2 separate regions of the Gasterosteus aculeatus genome follow, and region 1 is linked to region 2. The links are chromatin contacts, called in public Hi-C maps. All regions are on one chromosome and are shown on one strand. The core of a region is the stretch at or near the end of the contact, and the rest is flanking DNA. Distances in the headings are between cores, read along the strand shown.

Region 1 (7,288 bases), core at 4,195-6,694, 51 kb after region 2:
GTTGTAATGTCAGAGACGGTCCGCCCCACATGGTTCCCATAAGTGTGTGTCTTTTTGTGCGTGTGTCTGTGTGTTGCATTAGCGAGATGTGACTTTAAATCCCCATCATCTTTCAGAATGGATGAACTTTTGGGGAGGTTTCGGGAGACGGGGAGGGGGTGGGGGGGGGTAGATATTTAGACGGCAACACACAAACCGTTCCACACAGACACACACACACACACAGACAGCAGTCGAGTACATCTTGATCGCGCTGTCAGCGATCAGCGACAGCACCTCCATCTCCCCCGTCCGAGTCCATATTTCCCTCTCACCCTGTCCAGCATCGCGCACACATATTTATCCACAAACACGCACACACACACACACACACACACACACACACACACACGCTGCTCCGTGGATCACATGTTCCAGCTATCTGGCCCCGCTGATGATCTGTGTGAGTGCGCGGTGGATCACAGCGAGCACGCAGGTCATCAATAAGTAGATTAACATGAGACGTGGGAGCACGTTTTATTTCTGTATGTCGTTGTTAACACACAGTCAAGACAGGAACGTGGCTGCAGCGCCTTTCTTATTGTTTGACAGTAAACAAAAGATAAATATATAGTTAGCGTAAGCGGCCAACAAGAACGAGAGAAACGTCAGCGAACACGAGATGAAAGACGTATCTGTCATACGGAGCTGAGAGTGAATACAGAATAGCAACCTCGGAGAAAAAGTGCAGTTTTTTCTTTAAATAACAAAATAAAAGTGGCCACTAAAGCAGTGCAACGCACTGAAGCATTCCTTAAAATAGCAGCAGCAGAAACCAGCCAGTGCCAATAAACTCAAACATGGAAACAGCAAGACGGCAAAACAAAAAAATGACCTCAAAACCTCGATAATGATCCCAAATTAATAAAACACGGTTTAATGATGCTTTTGAGTAGGTTAACGTTTCATTTGGCCCGATCGCGACGCTAAGCTCCTCCCCCTCCGCTGCGGCCGACCGGAGGGCAGAATCCTCCCGGTCGAGTTAATTAGCGAGCTAACCTTTCCTCCGACGGAGGGGATGCGTGCGCTCTCGTCTCGGGGCCCCCGCCACTCGAAAGCCCCGCGCCGCTTCAGCGTTGACCTATTCCTGCTTCAACGCCCCCCCCCCCCGCCCCGATTCCCCCCCCCCCTCCACACCATAATTAAGTGAATTATCTCGGCGGAGGACAGCGGCATACCCTCCCGGTGGCGGGTGGAAGGCTGCCGGCTGGCTGAAGAAGCCGCCCGGACAAAATGGCCTCTCTGCGCGTAGATAATGAGGCAGCGCCCTGACAGGTGAGCCGTGATTAGGAGGGACGGTCCTAGCGGCGGGCGCCGAGGTGTGTGCGCACTCACACACACACACACACACACACACACATTGCCGTGCGGCGTCTCGGTAAACACACTCATCAGCGGCGAGGCCGTCCCCGGAGAGGGGGGAGCGTGTTTGACATCGTTAATTGGCTTTTTCAGCGCGACGAGTCGGGGAGATGAAAAGCTTTATCGAGCTGAAATAATTAATTTTGCCCTCGCCACCCTGAATTTGCTGACACTTCACTTTTCTCAGAAAATGAAGAAGGGGCGAGAAAAGAGACTCCTTCCCTTCTCCCTCCACTTTCTCAATTCCGTCCCTCTATTAGATTTTTTTTTTTTTTTTTGCTGCTCGAGCAGACGTATTAACCAAGGTTTGTATTAGAATACAATTAAATGGAGATTTAATTAACTTGAACCTGTGAGAAGGGGGAAAAGGTTAGCTTTATCTCAACCACTTACAAAGGCCATAGATTAAGGGACCCGCACGCCGCGTGCCCGGCGCACCGTGCGTATTATTTCCAATTAACTCCAAATGACTGAGGAAATTACGGGGCTTTGATAATACGCCCTCAGAAGGACCGGAACTCGGATCTGCCTATCGAACAAAGCTCTGGTTGGATAATTAGTTTAATTAAGCTCTTTGAAAGGCACCCGCACGTTGAAGCGCTGAACGCTTAAACTACGCCTTTGAGGTGGGACAATGTGGCCACAGATGGAGGTCGGATCGCAGTACATGGAGAATCATTTGTAACTGAAACGAAGACCATCTTCGTCTTTGGTAACCGCTGAGTTAGCGGCCCGATAATGCTGCGTGGCGAGAAAAGAAAAAGTTGAAGTCGCTAGTTAACGCTAGCTGTTAGCCGTTAGCTGAAAAAATTTCGATTATGAGGTTATCACGATTTCACCGTCTCAAAATGTAAAGGAGATCGTCGGGGGAAAGTAATGAATTCACAGCAAGCGGTATGCGGGATGACGAAGCACGTGGGATTTAGCGGTTCTTTAGCGGTTCTTTATTGTTTTTCTAGTTCCTTGGCCCGAAGATGGCAGTGAGGGGCCAGACGGCCGCAGGTGGAGTCACGATGGAGCCGCAGAGCAACAACTACCTTTCTAGTTATTTGTCAGAATACGGTATTCCGGGCGAGACTACCCGGGTCTCTCAGGGAAATACACATATACTTTCATTTCATGTTGCCTCCCCCTCCTCTAATGTTTAATAACAACAACAATCATAATAATAATCAGAACACTCGCTCTCGCAGCGCGCTTTGTGCGTCGCGCCCACCCGGAGCAATTTGAAGAATATGAAGAGACTGAATAATAGAGTCAACTCATGGCGCACGCACACACACACACACACACACACACACACACGCTGTGTTCTCTGAGCCTTCTGGTGGCAGAGCAGCGGGGGTTCTGCTTCACTTCCCATGTGGAGAAGCTACATATTAAACCAAATTCATGTGTGTTTTGTGTGTATGTCTTGTGTGTGTGTGTGTGTGTGTGTGTGTGTGTCTTTAGGCCACTGCCTCGCCTCAGCGGCTCTGGCACATGCATATTGTTTAACCTTCTCATTCGTCACACGCCTGCGCCGTTATTGTTTCTCGGTCTCCTCCCCGCTAGCCGCATTCCAGCTAATATTCTTTGCGACAATTAATATACGCGGCGGTTAAAGTGCGTTTTAACCCCGTGTTATTTGATTAAAGTGTATCAATTATTCATGCTGCTATAAGCAACGCCAATTAGGATAAATGCGGAGCGCTTGTACACAGTCGTCCCCGTGGTAAATGTCAACGACTAGATATTATTTATCGGCGAGCGCGCTGCCGGTTTATTGCTTTTGAAACCACGCGACGGCTTCGCAGCGGTTTTAATTAAGAGTAATTGTTTTCTTTATGGACGCGCTAAGGAGAAGCTAATTAAATATAATGCCGCCGACATTTCCCGCAAGAGCACAGTGTGTGTGTGTGTTTGTGTGTGTGTGTGTGTGTGTGTGTGTGTGTGTGTTTCGGGTTCAATCCACAGAGGGACGGCGGCTCCGAGTTACGCTCCATCGTGCGTCAAAGTTTCAGAACTCAAACACCTGAGAATCACTTTAATACCAGTGCTTTTTAACACATTCAAACTCACGCTTTTACATTAGAAAATTGGCTTTTCTTTCACTTTAATAATCCAAGGAACGCAGAGTCATGCTTCACCCCCCCCCCCCCCCCCCACACACACATCTAGACACCCCATCTGAATTAAAATTGCAGTGTAGGGCCGAGCTCCCCAACAGGACACACGAGCCTTTACGTTTTTTTCCGCTGTAATCTTTGATCGTGTCGCTGAAATGCGGCTTACATGTGCTTAGCATTTAGCTTAGAACTCGCTTTAATGTGCAAATGTGGAAATTGTTTGCTCCGTTTCGGGAATTCTCAGAGGGAAGTTGGTGTTTCTCAAAAGAAAAATCGACCACGTCAAAAGGAATGAAATAAATGAAGAGAAAATAGTTCCCCCAATTGGAAACGCCTCGTACAAAAATAAATAAATGGAACAATATACAGCTCCAAACCGTAGCATTACACAACAGTGTTTTTTTAACCGAATGATTCCCACTGCGGCCTCGGGCTCAAACGCAACCATGTGGTTTGTACTGCACGAGCTGCAGCTGGACACCAATCGCTGACTCAAGCTCTAAACACGCGGCCGAGTCTTTCCGTCTATTAATAGGAGCCGACAACGGTCAGTGAAGTGGTGGCTCTTCATCGTCCAACACTCTACAACTCTGGAACTAGAAAAACACGCAGAATTGTTTCATATTCTATTCATTAGTGATTCGATCAAGTTTTAAAAAATGATAACGTGAAGCGTAAGTGGAGCCAGCTGGGAAGCGCTCCAAAATGCTCCAAATGGCCAAACTGATGTTTTAAAAAAGTATTTGTATTTAGAGAGACTAAATTGAAGATTGATATTTCTTACCGGGCGATTAGCTTAGCTTAGCATAACAAAGGCGAACGAGTAAAAGTTTCATGCGACCCAGGCTTTTTCCCCGTCCCAACGACTTCCTGTGGTCTCGTCATCGCCGCCATCTCATATTGTCGAACGGCCAAGCGCGTAGCCGCGTTTGTATCCGTCCATCGGAGCGCGTCCCCCCCCGCCCCCCGAACTTCACCACCCTCCACCCGCCTCTCTGCGGACGGATCCGTACGGGTCCCGCTCCGCTTATCAGCAGCCCGCTGGACCATCCGGCTGGGCTCGGATCGGTGTTATCTATCTCTTTTTGGGGCTGCAGCTTGCAGGGGGGGGGGGGGGGGGGGGGGGGGCGTCCTCTGCGTCCACGCCGGCCCGTTGGCCACTAATTGAAAACGAAGAAATAATTACGGTGGAGAGTGATGGAGGGGACACGGGGGACTCCGAAGACGGGACGGAGGAGTCTCACTGGGAGTCGATGGGCCCCTCCCCGCTGGGAATTCCTCCATTGTCATTCATTCAGGACCCAACGGGATCCACTCACTTTTATTTATTACTTCCGTCAATCTGCTTTTAACCTGCAAAAATATGCGACTGCACGAACTAAAAACTGCCGGGTCAGAAACGCTGCGGCCGGAGTTCAGGCCGTGATCTCTCCACAGACCAGTCGGCCGCTAAAGAGGCCCGGGACTCATGAGACGCACAGAGCATCGTTCCCTTAACGCTCATTTGATTTTTCTGACCTTTCGACACGGCGTCCGTTTTTGGTGGCCACACCGAGGAACAAGCGGGAGGACAAAGGACGGGGACGGACGTGTACGAGAGCGGAGTAGATGAAAGCCCCGTCTCCATCCATCTTACCCGCCGGACACTCGACGCCCCCCCCCCCCTCCCTCTTTGGCCTCTCAGCTAGTAGACCGCCTCTACGGGAGCCATTCTCCCCGCGGCTGAAGGACCCGTCCCGACGCTGACAAATGAAAATGCTCCGCTCTGCGTTTAGTGCGGCCGCGTTGTTTGGTATCTTTAAATGATCTTTTTTCCTCCACGCAGGTGATTCAATGAGGTTTACAGGCAGTTTCCTGGAGGCCTCAGGCTCAACACTGAAACAGTGCGGACGGGTCTGTGCAAGGCATGGGAATGTGTGTGTGTGTGTGTGTGTGTGTGTGTGAGAAACACAAGCACAGCCTATGAGCGAGTGAGTAATGGATAATCTGCAGAAGAGCACGGTCTAGTGGCGTGTTGGCGGCACGGCAGCGCCGAGGCGCAGCGGGAGCAGACTGCCTCTCGTTCCTTTGTCTGTCGCCGCTTCGCCCCAGCAGCCGGCCTTTTCTCTCACGCACGCACACACACACACACACACAGACAGACACAGACACACACGTAATGACATCTCAGAGAGCAGGCTGTCTTTTCACAGCAAAAACAAGCGCTCTCCTCGCGACATGCCGCTACATGGGAGACGCCGCAAATACCCGGCCGGGTTCTTTTCTTGGAGGAAAACATGTTTTGCTGTGGGGACGCTGTCACGGCAGCAGGCGTGGGCAGCGCAAGGGTTTTCCGTTACAGGAAGGACAACAGAAGAAGCTGGCTAAAAACCGCCATCTTTTTATTTTTTAAAGTCTCCGTTTTGGAGACGCTCTGTTTTAGAGCTGACTAGACGTGGAAACATGGCGGGACGCTCCGTGTCCGTTACACCGTTCGGGGAACCTCGCTGACCTCAGCCGGTGGGGCGGGGTTAGTCCTCTATGGACCCCCTAACAATGGCTAACAATAGGACCAACTGGCCGGCCCCTGTTCGCATCCACGACAACAGACCACCAGCGGCCCTGACGCACTATTTCCAGCGCCACCTTTTGCCACCGCAGATTTTGAATGTGCTTTGTTTCTTCGTACTGTCCGTCCTTTTCTTTTCTTAGAGACTGTTTCCATGTCTGCTCCGTCGTGTTTAAAAGACTGATGTGCTCTGGACAGAACAACAAATGCCTGACCCTTAAATAACGCTAACCCATGTTATACAATCTTTTCAATAGAAACTATTTGTGAGAGTCAGTTTATGAGGATTTATTGTAGAAAATGACTTAATTCTCCACCACCGTTCCATGTCACACCTCTGGTTCTTAAATAACAAGCATGTAGATCTTTCTTTCTATTCTTTTATAAGGCTGAGTAATACGTTTTAACATAATAGTTACAAAAAGATGAGTAAATTGAGCATTTGTTTGTGGACTGGTTTCAGCTAGTCCACATTTTGGGGCACTGGTGAGTATTTGCAGCAGCAGGACGGTGTGTGTGGCACCGAGTCAAAATAAACCACAGTGCTTGTGTGTGTGTGTGTGTGTGTGTGTGTGTGTGTTTGTTCATAGTAAGGAAGCTGCCACGTGCAATGTGGTTTAGCTGATGTGTTTTTTTAATAGTTTTTGGACAACTGCGGTGCAGCAAGAAGATATTTCTTGTGGCTTTGGCTGCAAAGACGTTTCTTTCGTTTGTTGTTTATATAATCAGCACATTCTAGTTGTTTTCCATTATTGACCTCTTGGGTGCGTTTTCCCACCAGCTTTATTTGGAGAGGTCCTTCCAAGGGCTTGTTAGGGCATACAGCAGATCATATGAGAGGGGCACCGGGAACATGTACCATGAAACCCTGAGACCCTGAGTACTCAACAGCAGGTGTTGAGAGACATCAAGAACATTTTCAGCTCCTTTGAGGCCTGTCCTCTGTCCGTGCACGGAAAATGTCACACTGTTTACGCAGCGGTTCCAAGTCTATAAAGTGGAAATACATCGTGTCTTATTGTGTCTTTGGACACACATTTCACCACAAGTTTTTTTTCTACAGCGCATCCCTGGAACGCACCGTCACAAGAAAGGCGGCCGAGACTCAGAGGCTCGATATCAGCCCAGCTCACGCGGGGAGACACAAAGCCTCCCGATTTACCCCTCGGTGCAGCGGGGGCCCGGGGCCTCGGCCAACCTGCGGGACCGCCGGAGCCCCGAGGGACCCGCC
Region 2 (6,742 bases), core at 4,083-6,582:
AAAGACTACAATTCAAAGGCAATAGCTATCCTGTTTTTGTTGTTGTTTTTTACCACATGAAAGTATTTCCTTATGAGACATACCCTCCTTCTATCTATCAGGCAAATATTAGGCTGGATGATAGGCCATGCTAGCTGTCGAGCCCCACTTCCATTCATTATGCTAAGCTAATCTAGCTTTTTATATTGGCATACGGCTAAGAGTGTGGTATCAATCGTCTCGTCCATCTCTTAAGAAGTAACCAACAGGCCTATTTACGGAGATGTCGAACTTTTCCTTTCCCTCACGGCACCTGTAACCTTTAGGCTGCTCTAAACTTTGACTACCATTTTTCCGAACCTGAAACAAAATGTCCTCTTGAATGGTCTTCGACTCAATTCCATCTACAGTATATCTCTGCGAGGACAATTGATCTTATAGCAGCCAGAAATACAAGAGCTCGCACACATTCATACGGATGATTTTCAGCCAGGCAGGAAAATGGCATAACTGTCAGAAACACATCGCTTTCTGGTTCTCGGAGCCGGAGCCATAATGAGAGGCTAAAGGAGCAGAGATCAATCTCACACACACACACACACACACACACACTCCTCTCATCAACCATCATCCACCTGCCCAGGCCGGCTGCCGTCCCCTTCAGCCCCTCTCGCACATACATATAGTCATTATTGATGTCCCTCCTCGTCATGTCATGAGAGTTTCAGAGCCTTTAAAATAAGTTCCACCACATTTAACTCTTTTTTTTTTAAAGCTCGTCTTTTAGTCTAACTGACTTTTACTCTTAAGACTCATAATCAAAGGCACTAACTCGGAGGTAATCTTTCGTCTTTGTTGAGATTGGTGTATTTCCCTCGGATTACTCAAACTAAACATCTGCCACCTGGCTGCTTTCAAATCTGACAGCCACTTACCCCAGATGTCATTAATTTATCTCCGCGTCTCGGAGGACTTCTTTTTTTCCTTCACAATCCCTGTGTCATGCAATATGTCACTGGTGAATATACGAGGGGAAGGGGGGGTGGCGGGGGAGCAGGGAGAGGAGAGGGGCGGAGGGGGAGGTGTAAAGGTTAAGGAAATAAGTCATTTGGAGCGGGCGGCTTTTATTGTAACGAACCCAATGAGGACTATATATCGTTCATCTCCCTCCTCCGGGTGGCGGGCGGTGACAGGCCGAGGAAGAGATGAGGCCTGATGAGAGGGACGGTCCTCAGAGAGACGGGCTGAAAGGTTAGACCGGCCCCGGGCAGCATGGCTGATGAGTGCACACCCCCGTGCTGGGACGCCTTCGTGTGGGTTCCATTAAATAGGCCATAAAAGCTCAAGAATAACGACCACACCAGCAGAGACGCGGGCTGCATGACGTTGCTTTCAATGTCATAATTAACATTTTGTTGATTTTAGGATATCAACCCAATCCCATTCAGCCCAATGTAACAGATCTGCTTTACAACACCACCCCCCCCCCCCCCCCCCCAAGGATTCGTGGGCAACAAAAGTCATCTCAAGAAGAAGAGCAACAGAGGACGGATCCATTGCTCCAAAAAACAATGCAGTTTCCTCCTCTGGGCACCTGAAGAGTTCCCCATGGAGCCGCCGCCACAGACCGACTGCCCCCCCCCCCCCCCCCCATTGCTTTGCAGCAGCGACGGCATGGAAGCAGCAACAGGCCAATCGTGTTAACACGAGGCCGGCAAAGTGTCTGCATCGATTTAATTTGGCAATTACTAAACGGGCCTCATCTATCATCACCTTAAGCTTTCACAAACTTCTCCGCGAGATGTAATAAGACGGAGGAGCAATCTGTCCCCCACTTCTCATTAGGACTCCAAAGTGACCCCCCTCATCACCCTCACACCCCCCGAAGCTTAATTATTTATCTGCATTAATATCCCTTGTATTATTAATGGTAGGTGAGTGTGTGTCTGCGTGTGTGTGTGTGTGTGTGCGTGTGAGGGCCAAAGATCAGCCCTCCTTTACCTCAGCCTCCCTCCTGATTAATGGATAATGGAGAGGAGCCCTTCATGTATTATTACTGCAGAGAAGCTGGACTTTGGAGAGAGAGAGAGAGAGAGAGAGAGAGGGGAAGCTAAGTGAATGATAATTGCAGTTTAGTATGCAAACGTGTCCGCGGTGCATCGCTGGCATTTTAATACTAATGGCAGAGAGCGATGGGGTTGAGACTCCGGCCATTGAAAATCCATCCTAGCTGGCGAGATCTCGGCTCAAAGTTAACACCGGATGGCACAAAGTTAGGAAATGTCAAACAATGAAAAAGTCCCCAGTTAGAGGCCGAGGTCGTGGGATGTGACTTAGAGCCTGAAAAACTGCAATAGTGTCTCGTCATAGTCGGTAGTGCTTTAAGACAACAGAGAGTCTGTACTCTCTGCTAAAATGACACAAAGGGGGTAAAATGCATGTCCTGAGGTGTGGAGCATGATGGCCTTCATCAGAGATTGATGACCAGCACTTGGTGTTGCCCATAGCCCCCCCCCCCCCCCCCCACTTCCCCCTCCCCCCGGCTTCAGTATGTTTATCTCAGGCTATATATTCCAGTGCAGAAGATGACCTTGGGGAAGCCTAACCTGTGTACGTTGTCGAAATTTGTCTTCCGCTTGCAAGTATTATTGAAATGTCCTGTTTAATGATTTCACACTAGTGTCAAGTGACATGGTTCTAACACCGACTTGACTTGTTTTTCGGACTGTTTAAAATGCTTTTGTTTGTCTAATTAATGCTTCCTAATTGCGCTTCTTAATCAATGACAGTGTCTCCTCAACTGAGGGGTTTTCCAGCTGCTTTAGTCTGACCCCTGGTGGACAATAAGCGCAGTGCAAGGCCAAACCTCTGTCAATAGTTGAGGGACAATTTAGTCAGGTGTTATGTTTTTATATTAAAAAAAGTGTATGTCTCTTAAATGTTTGTATTAATATGACGTGTGTGGATGTATGTTATCAAATCCAAATGTACATTATATCACAGGATTCCTGTGAACATATTTAATTCAGACATTTTTTTTAAATGCATCAATTGTTTAGTCATTGATTTTTTATTATGTTTTATATATTGTATGAAAAAAAAATATATATATATATATATATAGATATAAATTGTTGTTCTTATGTAAAAAAAATAAATAGAAAGCTTGTGCACTTACACATCAAGATCACTAGGTGTCACTAAAGTGATATACTTGCTTTTGACTTTCTCTTACCAGATGTCATGTCATTAAAAACTTGGGTAAAAGCACGGCTTTACCCAACAAATTATTTTTATCTGCATTTAGCTTGTGACTTGTAACAAAAAGGCGCTTGTGGTCCATTTCCTTTGGACGGTGACCTTTAAACCTTTAAACCTCAAAGGCCAGTTTTACTGAAAATGACAGTTGACATACCTAAAAGAAGCAGAGGTCACTTCCCGTGGTCCCCCACGAGGTGGCAGCACAGTCGCTTAGATGCAGCCCTTCACTGAAAAGAGGCTTAGCTCTCCGCGAGGTACCACACCTTATCGTGTCATCTGAAACGTGACACATTTGTTACTGCATCTCACAAAGTCAAGAGGAGATGGTTCCCCTGCATAAACAATGACAATTTCACAAACTCATGAAGACAGATTGTGTTTTTTTTGTGGATATACCAATGGTAGCAGAGCTTAACATTGTGTTGTTTTTAGTTCCGATGAACATATTGTTAAATGTAAATTCAACCTTTTGGATTATTGAGAATTTGCTTAGGGTTAAAGATTAGACCTAAGTGAAAACGTTCTATTACACCAGGATGGTGGAGCTCATTTTTTCCTCCCACAATGTTTGCGCTAGAAATAGATGTTTTGCAAAACAAAAAATAAAGACGTTTCCCCATAAACAAAGAAAATAACTCTAATTCGTCCAGTTTATCTCTTAAAAACCATTTTAACTTAAAAACAAATGTATTATCTATGACAAATAAATGACATTACAATCCAGGTAACTTCTAAGAGCCTCGTCGTGCACCGCGTGCGTGCGTGCACGCGCGGATGGAAGCAGTGGGCTACTCAATAAAAGCCGCGGGCTGCGATCCGTCAGTGCATTCATCATCCCATTACGGCGACAAATCCGGCTCCCGATACATGAAAGGTAAAATGAATCACCGACGTTAAGCCGTCAATAAAGCCATTCCTGTAAATGGAGCCTCCGAGGGGCCGCCGCTATTATTCAACGCGCTTTATCAGCACCTTGGAAGTCACGTGGCTTGTAGCGCGGCCCCTGCCCCGCTTTGATTAAGGGCCCTGCCAGGGACCGGTGACAGGCCTTTTGACTCTGGTTGTTTTTTTGTGTGTTTCTTTTTGTATTCTTCGTGATGAACGTCGGCCCGATCGGGCGGAATGAAGACTAATTAAAAGCTATAAATTATCTTTTGCAGGCCCTCTCAAGGAGGCTCTCTTTGCGGGCGCCAGATAAGAGCGGACTGAGTGCTCATTTGCCCACAATGGCGCTGCGGCTAAACAGGCGTATTGATACTGTCCCTAATTGGAATTTAATTAAGTAGCCACGGCACCCCCCACTCCGGCCTGTGGGATGAAGATTTCACCATCAACACGTCCCCACTTTCATGCTGTTGCTTTTATGATTATTGATATTATTATTTCACGTTGCCAATTAGAGCCCGTGCGGTGGCGGTTGTGTTCTTTTTTCCAGAGATGTTCTATTTTTGGTCTCCACAAAGCTCCTCTCTGGACACATCCGTGCGTGCTGCGCCTCGATGGGTTTGAATACTTAAACGCTCATTTTTCATTATCAAAAAAAATTTGTATTTTTAAAAAATAAAAATAAGAAGCGTATACATGCTGCTTAACGTCCGGCATGTCTACAAGCAGGGTGTTGGAACCAGGAATGGGACCAAAAACACGTCATGCGCGTGGCAAAAGAAAGCAAGGAAAAAAACAATAAAAACAATGCAAAAATAAATAAATAGAATAATTGCTAGGAACAGAGCAGAACACCAAACTGAGCCTTTTAGAGACGTTCAGCTTGAGTAAAAACTGAGATGTTATTCCAAGGCTCTAAAGTAGCAACATTTTGGGCAAAATAATTTATAATATAATTTAACATATAAATAGTGTCAACAACACGAGATTCGCGAAGCCCCTGATCAGCGAGGAGCCCGCACGCGGAAAATTAGCCTTAAAAAAAACAAATTCTCATTTAGTCATATTAAAAATATAACGTGCATGTTCGTGCGCGCTGGCAGGCGCACCCCGAGTCTCTATTGGACGCCGTTCATCGCAAACAACGGCGAGCTCGGCACCGGATTGGTCCGCTACACGTGTGTACGCGCACACGTGCTAGGGTGCGAGAGAGAGAGAGAGAGCGAGAGAGAGAGAGAGAGAGGGGAGAGAGAGACAGGGGGAGGCGAGAGAGAGGGGGTAAACGGTTTTAGGGGAGTCAAAGAAGGGCGAATACACAGATATTATGCTGCAGCGCAGAGAGGCAGGGACTCTGGTCTGAACGCGCAGCGGCTCGCTGTGCCACGGCTCGGACGGGCTTTAGGAGACAACATGCCGCCGCTGTAGGTCGTATTACAACACAAAAAAATAGAAGAATCACTCACAGGTGCTCATTGGTTTTGTCCCCACGAAGAGGCTCGTTGTGTACATGCCGAGCGTCTGAATTGGATACCGAAAAGGGGGGCGGGAGAGCGAGCAACAAGTGGAGTTTGGCGCGGAGAGGCCGGACATTCGTTCGTCCCCCCCCCCCCCGTCGATCGGCTATGGAGGAGCGGAAGGAGCCCAGCGGCAGCCGGGACTCGACCGAGGAGGAGAGCATGTCCCTGTCTCCGAACCTGCCATCCCCTCCCGTGATTTTACCCCACCAGGCGGCCCAGCAGGCCCACCGAACCACGAACTTTTTCATAGACAACATCCTGCGGCCGGACTTCGGCTGCAGGAAGGAGCCGAGCTACCGCGACCGGAGCCAGACGCCGGGCCGGGAAAACGTCAACCCGCTCGGAGCGAGGCCGCCGCACACCGGCAGCCTCTGCCTGGACTCCAACTGCAGCAGTGACAGCCCCTCTTCGTCGCCCTCCTCTTCCTCCTCCTCCTCCTCCTCGTCGTCGTCGTCCACGTCCTCCTCGCCCTCGTCCAAGCAGAAGTCGTCGAAACAGGGCGAAGCGGCGGGCGCGGGCGCCGGCAGGTACGCCGACAGCCCCTCGTCCATCATGGTGGTGAGCGGCAGCAATGGAGGATCTCCACCCATCACGAAAGAAAGCCAGCCGATGCTGTGGCCCGCTTGGGTTTACTGTACGCGCTACTCGGACCGGCCCTCATCTGGTAAGGCGCTAATAGTCCCCAAATCATACCAGTAAGGAGGGGGGGGGGGGGGGGGGGGGGGGGCTTTGTTTTGGTTGACTTCCTCGTCTTGCTTCCTTCAAGGTTTACTAATATTATTTGTCTGGGAAATATTTGTGACTTTAACGCAGGACAGCATTCTTTTAATTAATTGTAATTTAATGAGGGACGGGCATTAGCTAAATGAATATAGTAAGGTTAGAAACTACAGAGACAATTCATTTACATTACTCCTCTCGCTCACACACACACACGCGCGCGCGCACACTTAGACGTAAAAAGCGCTTAAAGGAATGAATGAAGTGCCTCATATTTGTAGAACAATATCCATTATTTTGCAAAAGTCGGAATAATTTCCTATGCAATTCACTGTGCAATATATTCCCATTGTGCATTAAAGGCTGGGGTAGTGCGTGTG

Evidence for each region. Hi-C and Micro-C count contacts between places; a contact is called where the count stands out from the background.
Region 1: a contact with region 2 is called in a Hi-C map of whole body, with 1.9 times the contacts expected there. The contact joins the enhancer-like site here to the promoter of LOC120819407 in region 2. A contact is called at or near these places in 2 of 6 Hi-C or Micro-C datasets (skeletal muscle and whole body).

What each region holds. Positions count from the first base shown.
Region 1 is chr1:25,886,032-25,893,319 of fGasAcu3.hap1.1, forward strand. No RefSeq gene overlaps it. Among protein-coding and RNA genes, the nearest start is that of LOC144405501, 28 kb to the right of the region's middle. Within about 2 kb of position 5,445, at least 6 of the 9 cell types and tissues checked have open chromatin away from gene starts, as enhancers often do.
Region 2 is chr1:25,835,002-25,841,743 of fGasAcu3.hap1.1, forward strand. It overlaps LOC120819407 (homeobox protein engrailed-1-B), which reads left to right and starts at 5,333. Exons shown (of 2, transcript XM_078099093.1): 1 at 5,333-6,306. The coding sequence starts at 5,748.